Regions from separate parts of the Oryctolagus cuniculus genome. Here all the other regions are linked to region 2. A link is a contact called in public Micro-C data. All regions are on one chromosome and are shown on one strand. The core of a region is the stretch at or near the end of the contact, and the rest is flanking DNA. Distances in the headings are between cores, read along the strand shown. Region 1 holds the start of CDKL3 (cyclin dependent kinase like 3). Region 2 has its middle 43 kb from the start of SAR1B. Region 3 holds the start of JADE2 (jade family PHD finger 2).

What was found. Hi-C and Micro-C count contacts between places; a contact is called where the count stands out from the background.
Region 1: a contact with region 2 is called in a Micro-C map of ear pinna, with 2.7 times the contacts expected there. The contact joins the promoter of CDKL3 here to the enhancer-like site in region 2. A contact is called at or near these places in 2 of 6 Hi-C or Micro-C datasets (ear pinna and psoas muscle).
Region 3: a Micro-C map of ear pinna shows a contact between it and region 2, with 2.8 times the contacts expected there. The contact joins the promoter of JADE2 here to the enhancer-like site in region 2. A contact is called at or near these places in 2 of 6 Hi-C or Micro-C datasets (ear pinna and an unstated tissue).

Annotation. Positions count from the first base shown.
Region 1 is chr6:22,629,385-22,632,084 of mOryCun1.1, reverse strand. CDKL3 (cyclin dependent kinase like 3) reads left to right here and starts at 1,377. Exons shown (of 14, transcript XM_070076107.1): 1 at 1,377-1,519.
Region 2 is chr6:22,805,587-22,808,286 of mOryCun1.1, reverse strand. No RefSeq gene overlaps it. Among named protein-coding and RNA genes, the nearest start is that of SAR1B, 43 kb to the left of the region's middle. Within about 2 kb of position 1,381, at least 1 of the 8 cell types and tissues checked has an H3K27ac peak or open chromatin away from gene starts, as enhancers often do. A contact at or near this core is called in ear pinna, where this site is marked.
Region 3 is chr6:22,671,260-22,673,959 of mOryCun1.1, reverse strand. JADE2 (jade family PHD finger 2) reads right to left here and starts at 1,416. Exons shown (of 14, transcript XM_051844221.2): 1 at 1,238-1,416. It overlaps CDKN2AIPNL (CDKN2A interacting protein N-terminal like), which reads left to right and starts at 1,639. Exons shown (of 3, transcript XR_011389731.1): 1 at 1,639-2,281.

The sequences.
Region 1 (2,700 bases), core at 128-2,627, 180 kb after region 2:
GCCTGCACCAGCAGGGCTGTGCCGGGGCAGCCAGGAGCCCAGGACTCCATCTCCTCTCCCACTTTCCCGCGGGCATCATCGGCTGCCTCTCAGGACTCATGGCGGGAGCTGGGTGGAAAGCAGAGCAGCCGGGCTCCAATGGGTTCTCTGCTGTGGGATGGGGGTGTCCCGAGTGTGGCCCCGTCCAATGCACCTTAAGACTTGCCCTAAGAAGTCTTACAGCTGTCATTACTGACACCTTTGTAGCTAAGTGAGCTCACTGAGGGTGGGGATAATCTGCATTGTGGTTTGTCCCTTGCAAATAGTCAACCATTTGCTACACACGGTTACAGCACGTGTGAGCCCAATGTAAGATTGACTATGACATTCTTATTTATAAGGTATTTGATAGTATGGCTGAACGGTTTTCAAAAGGAAAGACAATTTTGTGTATCTGAGGTGGTAAAAGAGAACCATGGTTACGCCTTCGTCTCGAGCTCTCAACATAAACCCTAGTGACAGCGTAGAAATACTTGGAAACCTGTCCAGATACCAATTTCTTTATCCCATCCCAATTGAACTGAGATGGTGGGGAGCTTTTTAGTTATTTTAATGTGCATCTTGGAGTGGGTCCTACTGTATTAGAATTTACTGGATAATGCCCCTCCTCATAGCTGAGAAGCACAGCTCGTTTTGGCCTTTTGCATCCACTGCATTTTGCAGAAAAAGCCCCAAATAAAGATGGCACTCTGCGGGCACTGGGCTCTAGTGATCTTGTTATTCATTGGGGCTGTCACCCTGCAGAAGCAATTAATCACCGGCCTCACCCCCAACTCCCGTCCGGTTCCTTTATAATCACACCATATGTGGAAGCACGTTTTTCAGTTATTTGGTTTCCTAAAGCGGGCGTTTTAGGGTTTTGGCTGTAGTTTTTGAAAAGGATCAGTAGGTGTTGGAAGAACTCAGAAGGCATGTTAAGTGTTCAAAAACGGTTCTTGAGAGCCATTTTGTCCCCGTTTTGGGGATTAACGTGGACTGCAGGGGTCGAGCTCGGTCACTGAGCTTTTCCTGGAAGCTCCAATTTCCAAGCTGTGGAACGACGAAAGCCATCTTTCTAGGCTCCGAAACGAGCTGGTGTCGTACGACAAGGGTCCACCCGCGGCGCAGGGCGGACACCACTGCGCCCTGAGCACCTGCAGCCCTTCACGCTGCAGGCAAGATACCTTGCCCCTTAAAACCGACGAAAACGCGACGGCAACTTGCACGCCCGCGCCCCACCCCAAGGAAGCTTCGACTTAACGCCCACCCACAGCTCGTTTCCGCTTTTCGCTTTCCCTTCCGGGTCGGGACACCGCCGACGTTCCGGTCTTGCGCACTAGCGCCCGAGCGCCGTTCCCTCCCCCAACCCCAACGTTGCCATGGTAGCGAGCGGCTCCCGGCCTGCCCGGCTAGCGGGCTAAGTGGAGTCGGCGTCCCGTTGCCTGCCCGGGGCTGCGCGGAGCCACAGAATGGGCTGAGGCGGTGGCGGTTGCCCGGACAGGTCGACCGCGGGGCGAGGGGCGCGACGCCGGTCCGGGATTCTAAGACGTCGGGTTTGAGGAGCGGGCGGGAACCAGGCTGTGCTGGGACGCGGGCCCGAGACGCGCGTGTGGGCGACTGCGGGAGTGCGGAGCCCTCTCGACTGGAGCCAGGAAGTGTGGGACACCAGGCCCGCGGGATGGTGTGGCGAGGGGATGTCCGGTGGGTGGGAGTGACCGAGGCGTCCTCCGGCCGCCGCGGCGGCCTGGCCACGGGGCCCCTGTTCGGGAGTGCGGGTCTCCTGCGCGAATGCGTTCCGCAGAGTCGGGACGTTTAACATTTTCCGTTTTCTTTCTTTCTTCCTCTGAAGAAGTAGCCGCCAGGCTTGAGGATGGAGATGTATGAAACCCTTGGCAAAGTGGGAGAGGGAAGTTACGGAACGGTCATGAAATGTAAACATAAGAACACTGGGCAGATAGTGGCCATTAAGATATTCTATGAGAAACCAGAAAAGTCTGTCAACAAAATTGCATTGAGAGAGATAAAGTTTCTAAAGGTTTGCTTCTTTTGCCTTCGTTGCTCTGTGAGTCAAAAGAAAAATTGCTATGGAATAAAAATTGCGGGAAAGAACGTTTCTGTTAATTTGCAGTGAGACATTTAATAGAAAAACAGGTATCCCCTTACTGCCTACATTCTGTCGTTTGGTAGTGGAACAAAGTGTACGTGTCTGCGTACAATGTAACACAATTACGCCAACCTTGTGACTGTGTAAAGTGCAATACTGAATACAGGTATCTGCTTTGTGACCGGGCCGTGACTTCCAGGAGTTCGTGGTCCTCAGGACTTGTGTGGTTTAATCAGAAAGCCAGGAGGGTGTATGGGAATGAAGTGGAATTAAAAAGTCAGTGTCAGGTGGTTAACACAGGTCCTGTTGGGCTGGGAGGGTTCTTGAAAGAGGTGGGACGTGGTTTAGGCGTGAACGGTGGCGGGAGTTCTAGGTAGGAGGGAGAAACCTGCTATGCCAGCCTGCGGGACAGCGGCAGAGACGTTCGCAGGGTTAGAAACAGGGTTCTTAGGGAGTCAAAGCTAGATGGCGTAGGTGGGCGGTCGGGGAAGGTTTGGATTCCGTGTAATTGAATGCAGAGATACTACCCTGTGGAGTGGACAGAGCCCGGGGTGGGGGCGGTTCTTCCTGGCTCGGGG
Region 2 (2,700 bases), core at 132-2,631:
TAGGCGGTGCTTCACTTGCTATGCCACAGCATCAGCCCCTCCAAGGAAAATTTTGTCAACCACATGTTGTCACAGGGCCACAGAGCCCCAGAACCCCCTCCTCACCCCCAGCCCCTGACAACCACCATTGCTCTCTGTCTCCGGAATTTCTCCACCCTGAGTAGTTTGCCTTTAGTGATCGGCTTATTTCACAGCACAGTGATGTCAAGGTGTACCGCTATTACGGCATCCACTAGATGGCGTTCTTTTTCACTGCTGAGTAATATTCCGCTGTGTGAATACACACAGTCCCCACTCTTTCCACAAGCCACAGTTCTGCTTTCTGTGGCTTCAGTTACCCACAGTCCAGCACGATCCACGAATACCAAAAGGAAAATCCCAGAAGTAAGCAATTCCAAGGTAGACATTGCACGCCTCTGAGTGTCACTCACCTCACTTCACTTCATCTCACATCAGCCCAAGGAGAGTTTTGAAATCCACGCATTTTATCATACACATTTTCCACAAACTTCAAAAAAATTTCTTTTTAGATCTGGCCATACTGGCCTCATTCTAAAAAAAAATTTATTTTCACCATTATTTATTCCTGAGGTAGAAACACAGAGGGAGAGAGCTCCTACCCAGCGCTCACGCCCATAGCAGCGGGCTGAAGCCAGGGGCTGGAAGTGCAGTCCTGGTCTCCTACACGGGGGGCGGGGACCATCGCCCGGGGGCGGGGACTATCACAAGGGGGCGGGACCATCGCCCGGCCCTCACTGCTGGAGCCACCACCTGCTGCCTCCCCGGGTGCGGGCGAGCCGGAAGCCGGAGCCAGGACTCGGTCCCAGGCACCGACGCGGGACCCAAGCATCTCACCCAGCAGCCTCGGTGCCCTGCCGAAGGCCCAGCGCTGCCCTGGGCTTTCATTCGCTCCATCTGTCAATCCTCCCTCCTGCCGAGAGAAGGTGCCTCCCTCCAGCCAGCGGCCGGGGCCTCCGCCCTCGGGCCTGTCCGGGAGCCTTGGAGGGGACTCAGCTCCTGGAGCTGGGCTTGCTCCTCCCAGGCAATGCTCGCTCGCTCCAGCGGTGACCGGAGCGGCGGGCGGTCTCCAGCCGACCTCGCTCCGCAGGGAATTGGCTGAGTACCAGTGAGGCTGAACCTGGGGTCCGTGCTGCGTCCGCTGGCCGCGTGGGCCTGGACAGCGGCTGCAGAGGGACGGGGGCCTGCAGGAGCAGCTCACAGCGCTCACGCTGAAGCCCACTGGAGACTCGCTTCCTCTCTGGAACAGCCACAGCAGGCAGGGCCGGTCTCCACAGCCTCGCCACCCCAGCCAGGGCCGGGCACCCAGCAGGCCCCAGCAAACGCCTTGAGGTCCCAGCCGGCGTCGGACCCCCTCACCGCCTTCCTGCCCCGAAGGCCGACGGAGAAGACCCTAGTCCACCCGGAGTCCGGGTGGGGCGAGGGGGAGCCCCGGGCCTGTGGGCTCAGGAGAGCCGCGGCGGGCAGCAGGTGGCGCCGCAGACCTCGCCTTGCGGGAGTTCAGGGCGCGTCAGGTGGCGGGGCGCCGAGGAAGCCCGGCTCCTCCCGCGACTGCTGGCAGCACGTGCCAGCGAGTTCTGGGCACTCGGGGCTCCCTCTCAGGGGGGGCGTGTGGTCCCCACCCAGGGAGAAGCGGCAGGAGGGAAGTCTCTCTTGCTCACCGTTTTGGAGGTTCACTGCCTAGGAACGTGGGTTGGGCGCCTGGGGAGGCGGAAGGACCCCGCGGCGAGGCCAGGCCGAGGTCAGCCACGGCCCCCTGGAGCCTAATCATCTCCTCTCCTGCCAGGACGGCCTCCCGAGGGCACGCCCCCCACGCCAGGGCCGCCCACAAGCCCACCTGAACGCCATCAGCCAAGCACGTGTCCACCTGGAGGCAGGGGTCATGCCCCCACCCTGCACAGCGGGCGGGGGGGATGCTGGGCCGCCCTCCCCCGCGGCTCCTCCCATCCCTATTCTGCCTGTTAGAGACCTGGCCCGCACAGGGCACCTGAGCCGCCCAGCCCCTCGCTGGGGGCACTGCAGGCAGAGGGGCCTCGGGCTGCCCCTCAGCCTCCTGCCCTCCCCTGGGAAGGGGTGGGGGGCCCCGTGGCCGTCTGGCCTCCCTCCCAGGCAGCCGAGGGGGAAGGCTGAGGACTTGTGGGACTGTTACTGCCGCGTGATGTGGTTTGAGCTCCGGAAATGTGGCTGGGCCGAAGCAGAAGTGCCGTCAACCGGTACAAGACACTGTGGACTGGCAGGCCTGGCACGGGGCAGTGCCAGCAATGTCGGATTCTCGGTGGTTACATGGTTAAACGCTCATATATTCGACTTCAGGTGTTAAATGTGGCTTTAAAATTCATGTTACCTGTTTTTCCCCCCTTTTAAAAATTGGCTGGGAGCTGGTGCTAAGGCTCAGGGGGTTAAGGCATCCCATGTGACCACAGGTTCGAGTCCCAGCTGCTCCACTTCTGATCCAACTCCCTGCTAATGGCCTGGGAAATCCGCAGAAGATGGTCCAAGTGGGCCCCTGCATCCATATGGGAGACCTGGAAGAAGCTTCTGGCTCTTGGCTTTGCCTGGCCCAGCCCCAGCCATTGCAGCCATTTGGGGAGTGAAACATGGATGGAGGACCTTTCTCTTTCTCTGCCTTTCAAATTAAAAAAACAAAAACTGTGCTGTTAGTGCGCCCTATGTGGCTATTTC
Region 3 (2,700 bases), core at 167-2,666, 130 kb after region 2:
CCCAAGGACTTGGGCCACCCTCCACTGCCTCCCCGGGCCACAGCAGAGAGCTGGCCTGGAAGAGGAGCAGCCGGGACAGAACCAGCATCCCAACCAGGACTAGAACCTGGGGTGCCACGCCGCAGGCGGAGGATTAGCCTAGTGAGCCGCGGTGCCGGCTTACACTAATTCTTAATAAGATAATAATTCCTGAATTATCAATAGTTTCTTTTCATGATTGATTTATTTATTTGAAAGGCAGAGTTACAGAGAGAGAGAGAGAGATGGATCTTCCCTTTGCTGGTTCACTCCTCTAATGGCTGGAGCTGGGTCAGGCTGAAGCCAGGAGCCAGGAGCTTCATCGAGGTCTCCCACCTGGGTGGCAGGGGTCACTTGGGGCGTCATCCAGTCCCTTCCAGGGTTATCATCAGGGAGCTGGGGTCCAAGCAGAGCAGTGGGGACTGCAGCTCATGCTCCTATGAGACGCCGGTAGGGCAGGTGCAGCGTCAACTGCTGCCTGTCAGGACACCCACCAGAATCCACAGATTCAATCCAATCCCAGCACGTGTTTGTCTAGACACGGACAAGCTGATGCTAAAACCAGCATCAAAAAGCAGTAGCTACGACGGCCAACACAACCTCAAGGAAGAACCTGGAGGCGGGGCTCACAGGCTAACAGGCTTCCTGAGTCTCCTCCCAGCCCTACCTCCCAAGTGTGGTGGGGTGGTGTGCGTTTGCTTTCCATGTTTTCATATGGAAGGTGGAGGAGAAAACGGTGAGGAGGGGGAGAAAGACCTAGTTCCCATTACCAAGTACCCCACGCTGGTGCAGGTGCTGTGGTATACTAGGTAAAGCCACCACCTGCAGTGCTGGCATTCCCTTTGGGCACTGGTTCGAGACCTGGCTGCTCCACTTCTGATCCAGCTCTCTGCTATGGCCTGGGAAAGCAGTAGAAGATGGACCAGGTCCTTGGGCCCCTGCACCCGCGTGGGAGACCCGGAGGAAGCTTCTGGCTCCTGGCTTCCGGTTGGCCCAGCTCTGGCCGTTGTAGCGATGTGGGGAGTAAACCAGTGGATGGAAGACCTCTCTCTCTGCCTCTCTGTAACTCTGCCTTTCAAATAAATTAATTAATTAAAAAACAAAAACCAGAATACCCCACGCTAAGGAAACACAGGAAGCTTGCCGTGGAGCCCCGTCTCGGCCGTGCGCGCCTGAGGTGCGCCTTGAGTTCCCTCACGCAGGGAAATAAGCGTCTCACCGCTCCACGCCAGAAGGAGGAGGACCTGTTGGTGCACTTTGGGGTCCTTACAGCATGACGCATGTCCGAACGGGTTTCTGTGGGCACACAGCTGGGCCCCCACCCGCGTGGGGCGTGGAGACCCCTGGGAACCGACCAGAGCTACACGTCTAAGCCCCCAGAACGGAAGGCGTCCGCTTCACTCGGGATGGGGCGGTGCCTGGGGACGCCTTGCCTCCAGAGGACACGGCCTGGCTCCGGCTAGCATCGGTGTGCCGACTGTGCTGGGGGCGGTGGCGGGCTCAGGTTTCCCACCGGCTGCCCGCGGGGTTCACCGCAAACCGGGGACCCCGGCGGGGCGGACTCTCCGGTCGCGGGGTTTGGAAACCGCACGCGGCAGTCGCAACCCGCGCGGGCCGCCGGGCCCGGCGAGGGCGCTCCAGGCCGGGCCTCCGGAGCAGTCGCGCGCCGCCGGGGCCGCTCTAGCCGGCGGGCAGGAGCGCGGTGCACCTCGGGAAGGCGGCGGGCTGCTCCAGCCCTCGGCGTCGCGGGCGCCATGGTAGGTGGCGAGGCTTCCGCCGCGGTGGAGGAGCTGGTGTCCGGCGTGCGGCAGGCGGCCGACTTCGCGGAGCAGTTCCGCTCCTACTCCGAGAGCGAGAAGCAATGGAAAGCCCGCATGGAATTCATCCTGCGCCACCTGCCCGACTACCGCGACCCGCCCGACGGCGGCGGCCGCCTGGACCAGCTGCTGTCTCTGTCCATGGTGTGGGCCAACCACCTCTTCCTGGGCTGCAGGTGCGGATCCCTGCCCCCGGCCGCTCGCCCGCGCCGCAGCCGGGCCTGGCCTGACCACCCCCGGACACACTGTGACATCTCTGGGCCTCGGTTCCTCGCTTGGTAAACGGGTGGTTGTGGTGACTCCAGTAATTCAAGGTTGATGAGCTCAGTGGAAGGTGGGCTGGAAGGTTGAGCTGCTATTCCTGTTCCTGCTGTCATTAGCTAAACGACCCCCGTTGCAAAGTGCATTTGTAACCTGCTAGCTTCTTGGACTCTTGGGTTTTACAGGTGAGACGGCTTTGGGAGGGCCCTGCCGCTTCAGGCCTCGCCCGCGGACGGTGGTCCTTAGCTTTTACTCCGCACTCCCCAGCCTGCCGAATCCTCAGCTGGGGCCAGTGAGAACCTCACTGTCTTTCCGCCAAGATCCCCGCAGCCCACTGCGTCCTGAGGATGCCTGCGGAGCCTGCCGCTGAGTGCCTGATAAGGCGGCAAAGCGGGAGTTCCCCGAACCCTTTTACTGGACAGTTTCTAACAGCGTTCCTGGTTCTGTGGCTGTTACAGCTGTCTCACTGGTCACCTGGCCTATCCAGGCCGGAGCCACTTGGTTTTGCTTCCTAAGCTGGGTTTTGTTAGAATAATGTGGGGGAGCAAGCCAGGCACCCCCATCCCTTTTCTAGTTTTTGGGAGCCCCTGGGCCGTCGTGGTCC